Linked DNA regions of Sus scrofa: all the other regions are linked to region 2. The links are chromatin contacts, called in public HiChIP or PLAC-seq maps. All regions are on one chromosome and are shown on one strand. The core of a region is the stretch at or near the end of the contact, and the rest is flanking DNA. Distances in the headings are between cores, read along the strand shown.

Region 1 (3,989 bases), core at 13-2,512, 130 kb before region 2:
TTCTGCCGCCTCCCATGTGGAAAATCCCGCCCTCCTCTTCTACCTTCTTCTACACCTTCCAAGTAATTAACTGACCAATTAGAGAAAGATTAACCCCTCAATACCCAAGGTCTGAGCTGAGGAGTGTAAAATGTTTGCTTCTTGATAAATGTTTGCTCTCTAAGAAAGAGAGACAGAGAAAGAGTGAATGTAAAAGGCTTAAACTAAAACAATGTTTACAGTCGTTAGTGCTTCTTATAAACCAGGCAGTGGAGAAGCTATGTCATTGTTGAGTCAGTGACCCCAGAGCAAAAGTTCCTCCAGGGGGGCGGGTGGTAAGGAGGAAGTGTGGGACTCCAGGCACCTCATCCTTAGCCGTGGAGGTTAAGAATGCAGCCTCCAGAATCAGACTATTTCTGGGTCTAGATTCAAGCTCCAATCCTTCCTAGCTGTTTTTTTGTTATTGCTGTTGGTGGTGGTTGGTTAGTTTTTTTTTGGCTGTACCCGCAGTGGCATGTGTAAGTCCCCAGGCTGGTGATGGAACCCACACCACAGCAGTGACCTGAGCCACAGGAGTGACAATGCCAGATCCTTAACCCACTGAGCCACCAGGGAACTCCCTTACTAGCTATTGCGTTTTGATGAGTTATTGACCTTTCTGTCCCATTTTATTGACTAATGAATGGAGGCTCAGAGAGATTAAGCAATTTGCACAAGGCCACATAGTAAGGAAGTAGCAGAATTAGGTCTAGCTGATTCCAGTGCTTTGTTTTCTGTTCTGTTAATGAGGATAATAATATAACTGACTTCATGGGGTTGTGGCAAAGACTGAATGAGCTAAAATAGTTCACTGCCGTTCAAACAGTGCCTGGCAGAATAAGCGTACAGGAAATGTAAGCCATCCTTCCCATCCAGTAAATCAGCCCTGGTGTCTTACAGCTTTGCTCTTCCATCACAGCTGTTTCAGACTGACCCATGGGCAGAGCACTGATCTAGCAGGGATCTGCTCCTCCTACCTCTGCACACTGCTCAAAAGGAGTCCAGCCACTTTGGTGGCTTTGGATACATTCCAAACCTGACAATAGACCAAACCGGAAACTCCTTCACTGGCCTTACCCTAGGGCGATGAACGTTGGGAGGGCATGCACTGGGACCACAGGGATGCCTTTCCTGAGCCTCAGCCATCCATACCCACAAACTCACGGCCTCCCTTAGACCAGAGCCTTTGTCTGGGAGTACAGCCCGTGACAGGCAGTGGAGACCAGCCAACCAGAGCCAAAGGTCCTCAGACTGCTTCAGGGGAGTGCTGCTGGGTCAGCCCAGTCTGCTTCTCTCTTGGTTTGAGGGTGAATGAGGAATACTGGCCTCCCAGCTCAGAGTCAGGTATAGCACAGAATCCCAAGGCATGAAGTCCATGGACTTGAATCCCCTGTCTTCCAAAGACAAATCAATCTAGATGGGGACTTGGTAAGGTGATTATTTTTGGTTGGGGTGGGGAGAGCTAACTTCTTTGCCCTCTAAGTCCCCCTTCTTGTACACTGGAGTCTGCTAGACCTGGTTCTGTTATTTCCTCGCTGCATGACCTTGGGCAAGTTGCTTAACCTCTCTGAGCCTCCATTCATTAATCTATAAATTGGGACTAACAACCTTACAACCTTACAGATGTATCATGTCTTTCTTGACAGACTTTAGCCATGGCTACCTTTATGACTATTATTTGTTACTTTGCTATAATTTAATTCTACTTCCCCTTGTTCTATCCTTAGTGCAGTCAGAAAAACAGCTGGTCATCATCATTCCTGTATATAACTACCTTCCAGAGACCTGAAACCAGTTAATAAATCATTCTTCAGCCTCTGAACTTCAGTCTAAACAATGCCAGTTTTTAAAAATTTCCTCCCAACGTCTTATCTAAAAATCTTAAGTAATTTCATTTTTACCTTATCTCTAAATTGTTAACGTCTCAAGTTTTTCGTGACCAAACATGAATGTATAATTTGAATAAGGCCTGACAAGAATGATGACTATAGTGAACATAAAGTTTAATTCATCTAAATCACGCTCAGCCTTGGAGCCCACTAGTACCCTATATAGGGAGTAATGTATATGTTACTCACATTTTAATATACATTATATATATACACACACTTTTTTTGCATACAAATGTTAATTCGAATATGAAATAGAGAAGTAAGGTCAGTGTTGTTCCTTTAAGAAGGCAGGCCCACAACTTATTGGTTAAACTTTGTCCCACTTGCTGGAGGAGGAAAAAAAGAAAGAACTACCAAAAGGGACTCTGAAGGAAATCATTAAAGTGAGGAGAAAAGCTCTTAAGAAAAGAGACGTTTTCTGCCCTCTGAACCTTCCTTGCTCCATTCCGTTCTCCCATGGTGACAGTGCAGCTAATATAATTCTGGGCTCCGCTAGGCCCCTGCAGAGCAGGGCTGGGGTAGGACAGGAAATCGCCACTCAGAAAATAAATGACCTGTCCCAGAGTCTTTTGTTAATGAGTCCAGGGCATAATAAATCAAGGTGACCCAGTCTCAAGAAACACAAGCCTGTTCAAAGACGACAACAAAAAAAACCCAAGACCCGCCAGCCCCAGAGGTGAAGAGGAGGAGAAGGGAGAGAGGGGACCGCAGGGAGTCCTTATAAATCACACCCAGATGAAACTAGGGCAGATGCTTTCCAGTTTCAGACCCACTCAAGAGGCAGAGAATAGACGCATGTGGATGTGAATGTAAGGGCTATCTGTTTGGGAGGGAAGACAGGAGACGGCAGGCCCTGGGGGACACAGCCCCTCCACTCTCAGCATCCTCCAGGCTGCTAGTAGCCCAGGTCTGAGAGCTCCTTCTTAGTGCCTTCTAGTTGTCACCATCCCCTTGGCTTTTCCATCTCCTCCCGGGGTCTCCCTGTAATCAGCATGGCCAGAGCGTCAGGAGTAAGTGGACTGCCGAAATCCCTTTGGAGGATAGAGCAAGAGCTTCTTGTGTTAGATGTGGGTCCCAGCTGCCTCTATAGAGAGAGGCAGTCAGGTAAACCATGGGAGAGCTTTGCTTACCAAGCAAACTGCAAATTCTCTGAGGGTGAAATTTAACAACAGGACAGAAAGAATGTCCTGTTGGAAATAAATATGCCAGCAAGTGGCAGAGAACTAGGAGCCTATAGATCTTGGGTGAGAAGTAATGTGAGACTCAGATATATGCAGAGGGTCACTGATAGCCTGGTAAGATAGATGTCATTGTCCCTATTTGACAAATGCAGGAACTGAGGCCAAAAAATGGCTAGGGAATAACAGCAAAATTCATCTATAATGTGCTTTGTGGTTTGTAAAAAGTGTATAGTAAGTTAAACAGGTTTTTCTTCCTCCTTGGCTACAGATGAGGAAACCTGGGATGAGAGAGATGAAAAAAAACCTCTCCAGGTCACACAGGATCCACAGCCTAGCCCTTGAATCTGTCTGTTGTCCTTTCTATTCAACCTCTGCTATTTTCCAGGGTCCCTCGCTGAGCCTATGCTGTTAGGGAAAGGACAGTGAAAAGGGGAGGCTAACTTTGGCCACGGTTCATGACTGTTTGATGTTCAGAGGTAGCTGGATGGTGGATGAATGGACAAGAGGAAACTGGCCGAGGGTTTTTTCCCATCCTCTTTGTTGTATAAAACCTGTCATTAGGTCATTTCCCTCCCTCTTTATAAAGATGACCTCCTCTGATCACTCTCTCCTCACCATCATTTCAAAAGAAATGACATCACACCAACTGCTTCTTTTTTAAATTATTATCCATGCTGAATTCATTTTCACCCACCATCATCACCTCTACTAGTTTGTATAGCGTTTATATTTTTCAAAATTCTTTCAGATCTGTTACTTCCTCTGAATCTCCTCATTGTCATCTACCCTTGGAAAAACTGAGGCCATGGTGACTTGCCCAGCCTCACTCTTCCCCTCACACCTGGACTGCTCCGCAAACAAACACAAGCAGCCAGATACCTTTTTCCATCTCGGTTGT
Region 2 (3,883 bases), core at 128-2,627:
GCAGTGGGGCTTGGTGGAGTACAAAATTAATAGTTTGCCCACTAGGAATTTGCAATGTAGTTAGGGTCAGATATCACAAACACAAAATTAAAGAATGAAATAATGATGAAATAATTCTCTTTTTTTTTTTTTGCTTTTTAGGGCGGCACCCGCGGCCTATGGAAGTTCCCAGGTTAGGGGTCCAGTTGGAGCTGTTGCTGATGGCGTACACCAGAGCCACAGCAACACAGGATCCAAGCCGTGTCTGCGACCTACACCACAGCTCATGGCAACGCCAGATCCTTAACCCACTAAATGAGGCCAGCAATCGAACCAGCAAGCTCATGGTTCCTAGTGGGATTCGTTTCTGCTGTGCCATGACGGGAACTCCATGATGAAATAATTCTTTAAAAGCCCAGAAGGCCCTACCAACTCCCCCACCCCCCCTCACCCCCGCAAAGGAAGGAATATATGAGAGATCTCACCTTGACCCACAGGAATTACGCGTTCAGCGTAGAAAGTGAAATGGTGCCATAGAAATCAGGCATTTTATCATCGTTTTTGCCACACTACTCCAAGAACAGCATGTATTTTTTTTAAATTTACTTTATTGAAGTGTTGTTGATTTAAATGCTGTGTTAATTTCTACTGTATAGCACTGTGATTCAGTTATTTTTATACATATTCTTTTTCATATTCTCTTCCACTATGGTTTATCACAGGATATTGAATATAATTCCTTGTGCTAGAAGTAGGACCTTGATGTTCATCCATTCTGTATATAATAGTTTAATTACCATGTACTTCTTATTCCACATGTATTAGACCTATTTTACCTCTGTCCTGTGACTGCAGAAGTAACCTCTCAAGATACAGTCTACTTTCAAAATAGCCACACTTAAAGTTTGGCCACACTTGGATAAAAGGGCCATAGAAATTTTGTTGTGCTAGGCCTTGGTGCTTATAATGTTGCCCACCTCAACTATGAAATTTGGGTTCACAAACTATATAAATGGGCATCTTGTACCTGACTTGAGAGTCGCAGCTCCAAGATCACCATCTATTTGGTCATTCAGTATTCACTGAGCATCTGCTTGGACCAGGCCCCAGGTGGGGTTCAGATGATACACAGATGAACACAGAGGGGCAACAATCCTTTTAGAAACAAAAGGGCTTCCCTGCCCTGGCTTGGATGAGAACTTCTGGAAAGTTCCATTCAATGGGAAACCTCCTGCCCTCCCTGAGCGCCTTCAGGACAGGGCTCTATGGTGACAGTAGTTTGTTTTTGGTAATTACCTCATGTCTTCTGTGAGAAAACTGATCCCTCTACTCCTGCTGCCTTGTCTGGGAACCAACCACGCAGGCAGGTGGAGTCTTGCTGTGAATTGTGAATCACAGTCACACCGTGATGGTATCAGTTCTCCAGAGCTGAGCAGAATGTGGTGTGGTCAGCATTCAGAGAGGGTGCCTCCAGGGCTTTCTAAGTACCTTCATGGAGAGAGTGTCTTGAGTAAATATTTTCATCTCTCTTATCTTATTCTCTATTAGTTATATTTCCTCTCTGAAATTAAATTCAGCTACGATCCTGAAAACCAAATTTGGAATGTGGTTTTGTTACACAAATGGCCCATTTTGTTCAGCAACATCAGTGATTTGACTCAAACAAAGAGAGTTTTGTTGTTCGGACTGTTGGGTTGTTTGGGAAACATCCAGCTTTTGTTCCAGATGGATCTCCATCCTCTCCAGTTTAAATCCCAGTCTTCCTGCCACGGAGCCAAGTTAGGAGAGACTGCAGCCTGGTGTCTGGACCCTAAGCTCCCCTGAATTCCACTGCCATTAAGCCACAGTGGGAACTTGCCTTAGAAACCCCTTTGGGCATCCACAAATCCCCACCCCCAGCCCTGAGAAAGAATTAGCCATGATGTGACATAGAGTATAGTCGGTTCTCCGTATATGCTGATGTGCCTATGGATACGGAGGGCCGACTGTAACAGCACAGCACGATTGTATGTATATAAGGGACTTGAGCATCTGCGGATTTTTGGTATCCACTGGAGCACCTGGAACCAATCCCAAAGGACATGGGGAGGACTACATGCTCCTGGGTAGCAGGAATCAGCCTTCTGGTTGGAATCATGGTTGGCAATTGAACAGATTTGGGTCTGTCAGTTTTCAGCGGATGTCTGAGAAGAACTGGGGCAGGCTATTCTTGATTGAACTGGAGAAAACACATAGGTATTCTTTCCTTGTTCCTTTCAATCTCCATGAGCTGATCTGTGCCAGGACATTTGTGCCTTGACTATGACCCATTTCCAGCTAGGTTCAGTGGGGCCAGTGGGCCTAGCCAACCTGCCCCCATCCCTGTCAATGTAACAAAAGAGGCGGGTGGGTGTCACAGGCATCACTTGATGGAATTCGCTACACCCCCACCCTCAGCTTATTTACACCCAATTGTATATACACCCAGTTATACGTGGGGCGATGCAGACCGCACATTACTTCCTGTAATCTCCTCTAGATGACAGAAGATTGGAGGAAAGACTCGGAGCACCCCCCAGGGGGTCCCCAGTGTGTGAGATTCTTACAGCTGTTGCTTGTGACCAAAGGCAGAGACTGAAGCCCACCCTGAAATGCTGCACTGTCTGCCTCTCTCCTTCGTCAAGGCCCAACCGGCCTCTTCTCTCCACAGATCTCCAGGACTTCAAGTTAGACGTGCAGCACGTGATCGAAGTCGATGAAGGGAACACTGCAGTCATTGCCTGCCACCTTCCTGAGAGCCACCCAAAGGCCCAGGTCCGATACAGTGTCAAACAGGAGTGGCTGGAGGCCTCCAGAGGTAAGTGAACAAGCAGGATCCCAGAGGCCCAGGCTGGAAGGGAAGCTGGCCACCTCTGCAGTGCCTCCCAGATTCCCGTCAACACGCCAACAGCCCTCTCCACATGCTTGTCAGCTGCCTTCTACTTTAGCTCTGCAGGATCCTAAAGGGCTTGGCCACAACCTCTGTTGTGGAGGTCCCCTGCCCTGTCACGAGGGCTCTCTTCCTGCCTTGGCAGATGTTGCTGAGCTGCTGCCATTTGATCCGAGCTCTCAGCACAGGATTCTAAATTTTCCCTGTGCAAGCTCCCTGCCACCAGGCACATGCAGGAAGGCTGCCTGATGAACCAGAGATTCCTGGAGCCGTGTGGTTCCCGTGGGAGGTGGGGCTCTTCCCCACACAGCAGAGCAGTCTATATGGTGGCACTTGAGATTCTCCCGCTCCCTGTCTTCCTGCCAATGCGCCCATCTCAGCCATCACAGTGGACATGACAGCTGGTCCAGGGAGACCAACTTTGGTCCACACAGTGCCAGTGGGGAGGGAAGCTATGGCTCAAGACCAGATCAGCTTCTTCCCACAATTGACCTGAACTCAAGGCCAAGTAGACCCTGTGGCCAGATGCCACATCTCAAACTGTCTGCCATTTATTTATTTATTTTTGTCTTTTTAGGGCCGCACCCAAGGCACATGGAGGTTCCCAGGCTAGGGGTTGAATCGGAGCTGTAGCTGCTGGCCACAGCACCACAGCAACAGCAACGTGGGATCCAAGCGGCATCTGAGACATAGACCACAGCTCACGGATCCTTAACCCACTGAGTGAGGTCAGGGATTGAACCTGTGTCCTCATGGATGCTAGTCAGATTCATTTCTGCGGAGCCACGACGGGAACTCCTCAAACTGTCTACCTTTTAAAATGCCCTAGAGATTTTTAAATATTTTTGTTGACTTTTTGTTTATGAAAGGAGTATATGTCTACCATAGAATTTTGCTTTTTATGTCTGTACCTGCACCATATGGAAGTTCTCAGGCTAGGGGAACAGCTGCTGACCTACGCCACAGCCACAGCAACTCAGGATCTGAGCTGCATCT
Region 3 (4,303 bases), core at 1,341-3,840, 240 kb before region 2:
TAATTATCTAGAGATACATGAAATGATGAAGAAAAGAGCTGAGAAGACAGTAACAAATGAGTTCCCAGCAAACAGAAATAAAAGAGGTATAGAGGGTTCCCTTTTCTCCACACCCTCTCCAGAATTTGTTATTTGTTGACTTGTTAATGATGGCCATTCTGTGTGAGGTAGCACCTCATTCTTGTTCTCTAATAACTAGTGATGTTGAGCATTTTTTCATGTGCCTCTTGGCTAACCATATGCCTTCATTGAAGAAATGTCTATTTGAGTCTTCTGCCCATTTTTCGATTAGGTTGTTTGTTTTTTTGTTGTTATTGTTGTTGAGTTGTGTGAGTTGTTTGTATATTTTGGAGATTAAGTTTTTGTCTGTTCCATTGTTTGCAAAGATTTTCTCTCATTGTGTGGGTTGTCTTTTTGTTGTTGTTGTTGTTTTAATGGTTTCCTTTGCTTTACAAAAACTTTTGAGTTTAATTAGGTCTCATTGGTTTATTTTTGTTTTTATCGACCTTATTCTAAGAGGTGGATCAAACAGATGTTTCTGTGATTTATGTCAAAGAGTGTTCTGCCTATGTTTTCCTCTAGGAGTTTCATAGTATCTGGCCCTATGTTTAGGTCTTTAATCCATTTTTGAGTTTATTTTTGTGTATGGTGTTCAGTGTTGATGGGAATGTAAATTGGTACAACCACTATGGCAAACAGTATGGGGGGGTACCTCAGAAAACTAAATATAGAACTACCGTATTATTCAGCAATCCCACTCCTGGGCATTGATCCAGACAAAACATTCATTCAAAAAGGTACACATATCCCTATGTTCATCGCAGCGCTATTCATGATAGCCAAGACATGGCAACAACCTAAATGTCCCTCAAGAGATGAATGGATTAAAATGTGGTACATATATGCAATAGAATATTATTCAGCCATAAAAAGGACAAAATAATTTGCAGCAATATGGATGCAACTAGAGATTCTCATACTAGATGAGGTAAGTCAGAAAGAGAAAGACAAATCATATGATAGCACTTAATATATGGAATCTAAAATATAGCACAAAATGATCCTATCTACTAAACAGAAACAGATTGCAGACATGTAAAGCAGACTTGCGGTTGCTGGGTTGTGGGGCGAGAGTGGGATGAATGGGGAGTTTAGGTTAGTAGTGCACACTGTTGCATTTGGAATGGGTAAGCAATGGGGTCCTACTGTACAGCACAGGCAACTTATGTCCAATCTCTTGGCTTAGAACATGATGGAAGATAGTATTAAAAAATGTACATGTATGCATGCTCGTGATACTTGTTATACAATAGAAACATTGATGAAACATTGAAAGAACATTGTAAATCAAATACAATTTAAAAAATAAAATTTAATAAAAAACAAAAAAAATTAAAAAGGGATAGAATAAAAGCCCCCATTACTGGGAAATCAGACTCCTATAGAGCAACCTTTCAAACTCTATTCAATACATATTTTTATTATAACATTTAGCTTTACAGTAGCATATAACTTAATAGCTTTAAGTGGAATTACTCCCCATGGACCTTTGTATGGACACCTGAAACAGCTCAGAAAATCAGTCCTCAGTTATGGCTTGTGCAATACCCACGTCTCCACCAGAGGGCAGCAAGAGGCTGTACCCAGATTACTCTTTGCTGGCTTCTAGCTTCAGTTAGAAGCCAAGCAGAACAACCTAATCTACATACCAACTCGCCAGTGGAATCTCAGCTTCACAACCTCAGACAGAATGGAGACAAATGGACTTATTCCTGGCAGAGGAGATTTAAAATATCAAAGAAACGTCTTATAGGCAAAGTAGATGCGCATGATTTCAAGGCTTTGCCCCTGACTTGGAAGCAAGTCATGTGATCTGAAGACCTCCTTTGGCCAGAAGTGGCATAACTTAGTTTATTGTCAAGGAACAGAGTCACCTGACCCTAGCATTGTCAAGACTTAGAGAAAAAGTTGATAATCAGATAATTGGATGTGGGTTTTTTTGTTTTTTGTTTTTTGTTTTTTGGTTTTTTTTTCTGCATTAAAGGCTCAATGCCCAAGAACTGGCCTTGGAGAAAATGAAATCATTATTCCTATTCTTTGACAGCCTTGAGGCAGAATTTCCAAGGCAAATTTATAAGGTGTATAAGGATTTAGTTTCTTGTTTTGCTTTCTTCTCTCTTGCCAGTTACCTCCTGAGAGCTGGGCATGGATCAGTAAAATCCCTCTGCTGTGGCTGCCAGCAAGTCTGTGCCTGATTTGGTGCATTTCTGAAAAGGTACCAGGGCCTCTAGTGGAATATAACACCCTAATACTAGGCCAAGGGTTGGATCCAAGCCACATTTCAATGTCTGCTGCTGAACCAAGCTCTAAGCAGGGACCATCTTTTCTGCCCAAGAAGTTGTTACTGGAATCTTTCAAGTGTTTGCTTTTGCAACTAAACTGGTCAAGAAAATGTTTTTAAAAATTAGGAGTCACTCAGAAAGGAGATAGCCTCTTTTCACCCAACATTTCCAAGAGACACATCATCTGTGTACCCAGATACCCTCAGAAAAATACACATGTGTACATGCACACTTGCCAAGACACAGAAAGTTCTCAGGAGACTCATGTTCCTAAAAGCTTTCTGTCTTTTACACCAGTGTTTATTGCTGTCTAGTCTCATACGACCTACTATGGGAGATACTGGCATAGCAAGAATTTTGCATCAGGAATATATAAGAAAACATGATCAAGGCAGAAAGCAGGTGTATTCAAATAGTGTCAAGGTATTCAAGTGTGATAGAGCCAGTAGGTAGAGTAACATCTAACTCAGGTCGATTCCAGGATAAAAAGATATTAAAATTCGCATTGAAAATCTCCCTCCAGGAGCATATAGGCATCATGAGAACAGGGATGTTTAGTTCCTTGTTCTAACAAGAAGCTATTTCATCCCTCATTCTGTCCTAAGTGCCTAGAACAGTTCAAATACTCAATTTTTGTCAAATGAAGAAAATACTTAAGAAAGTTACCACATCAGAGACCGATATCTCTCAGTGAGTCTGTTTCAGACAATCCTTTCCCCCTCCAACATTAAGGCAGATCATGATTTATTCACTTGAACACTAGCTGATGTAGTTGGCCTGGCTCAAGGGGCTGTGTTGTATGCATCTTTAATAATAGCCGCATCCAGAGAGGCAAGTTGCTCACCTCAGAGAAGCCCATGGGCACAGATGCTGGCTGAATAAAGGAAGATTCCCTTCTCCTACTCTCTTGTGGCCAGATTTAGCAAATAAAAATAGAGCGTGCTCTGTTAAATTTGAATTTCAGATAAATGAATTTAGCATAGTACAAACTTGTACTAAAAAAAAATTCATTATCTAAAATTCAAAAGTAAATGTGTCCTGTATTTTTGGCAGCCCTAATCTACAGCATATACTTGCTGAGCAGAAGGAGGGAAGAATTGTCTGACATTTAAATTTTGACCTTCCTAGGGTCACACAGGTTGTATTTTTTAACTTCAGTGTATGAATGCCACTGTAGTGTGACCATGACAGTAGACCCCATTTAATTCCTTTAGGTGTGCCATTGAAAATTCTAATATTTGGAAACGTTCCGTGAACTCAAAGTTTTGAAAACCTAGTATAGGGTCTTTGGTAATCGGTCTCCTTTGATCTGAATGAAGGGTCTTCCCTGTAACCTTCTCCATCCCCTAGACTTTAATTCTAGGCAGATTTTAATTGTAAACAGACTTTGATTTCTGGGCAGATAGCTTTGTTCAGAAGGTTGAAACTAGGCATAGGAGGTCTTGTGTTTCCTAAGTGATTTCCAGCCTATTATCAACCTCCTGATCATGAAGCGGCTATCACAGCCAATTTTGGGAGTGGGGCAGGAATTCATACTGCAAGAGTCGGGGAAAGTACTGAATTAAGTAATGATAACATGAACTCACTTTTTCCAACATGAATATGGTTTAGAAAAAGTGATCCCCAGACTTCTGTTCACAAACATCATTTATTAGTCCTGGGCCAGAGCCAGTCTTTCCTGAGAACCCATACCTGGCTGTAAGCTAAACAAGTGTTCCGTTCCTGGCTGTGGTCTCAGAGGGACCACCTTTACCCAGAGCTTAGCCCTCATACATGATGGCTTAGCTCAGCCAAAAGGCTCTGTGGATAACCCTGGGCACCTTGGGTGGGGGTGGGGGTGGAGGAGTGGCAGGGGGCAGAGGAATTTAGGTGGTAATCAGAAAAGGAGAACTCTTTTCATTGAAAATCTTTGTTCAGATAACCTCAAAGTTTATTGACAGAATTTTGTAAAGAAAATGTTC

The links. HiChIP or PLAC-seq counts read pairs in DNA pulled down with a chosen protein or histone mark.
Region 1: a contact with region 2 is called in an H3K27ac HiChIP or PLAC-seq map of skeletal muscle. The contact joins two enhancer-like sites. A contact is called at or near these places in 1 of 47 Hi-C or Micro-C datasets (skeletal muscle) and 1 of 2 datasets of contacts at active chromatin or transcription factors (skeletal muscle).
Region 3: an H3K27ac HiChIP or PLAC-seq map of skeletal muscle shows a contact between it and region 2, with 4 times the contacts expected there. The contact joins two enhancer-like sites. A contact is called at or near these places in 2 of 47 Hi-C or Micro-C datasets (both in skeletal muscle) and 1 of 2 datasets of contacts at active chromatin or transcription factors (skeletal muscle).

Annotation. Positions count from the first base shown.
Region 1 is chr13:146,777,349-146,781,337 of Sscrofa11.1, reverse strand. No RefSeq gene overlaps it. Among named protein-coding and RNA genes, the nearest start is that of BOC, 76 kb to the right of the region's middle. Within about 2 kb of position 1,262, at least 29 of the 83 cell types and tissues checked have an H3K27ac peak or open chromatin away from gene starts, as enhancers often do. A contact at or near this core is called in skeletal muscle, where this site is marked.
Region 2 is chr13:146,645,930-146,649,812 of Sscrofa11.1, reverse strand. BOC (brother of CDO) reads left to right here. Exons shown (of 21, transcript XR_002337900.1): 5 at 2,669-2,815. Among named protein-coding and RNA genes, the nearest start is that of BOC, 55 kb to the left of the region's middle. Within about 2 kb of position 1,377, at least 11 of the 83 cell types and tissues checked have an H3K27ac peak or open chromatin away from gene starts, as enhancers often do. A contact at or near this core is called in skeletal muscle, where this site is marked.
Region 3 is chr13:146,887,873-146,892,175 of Sscrofa11.1, reverse strand. All of the region lies in intron 5 of GTPBP8 (GTP-binding protein 8), which reads left to right. Among named protein-coding and RNA genes, the nearest start is that of NEPRO, 12 kb to the left of the region's middle. Within about 2 kb of position 2,590, at least 15 of the 83 cell types and tissues checked have an H3K27ac peak or open chromatin away from gene starts, as enhancers often do. A contact at or near this core is called in skeletal muscle, where this site is marked.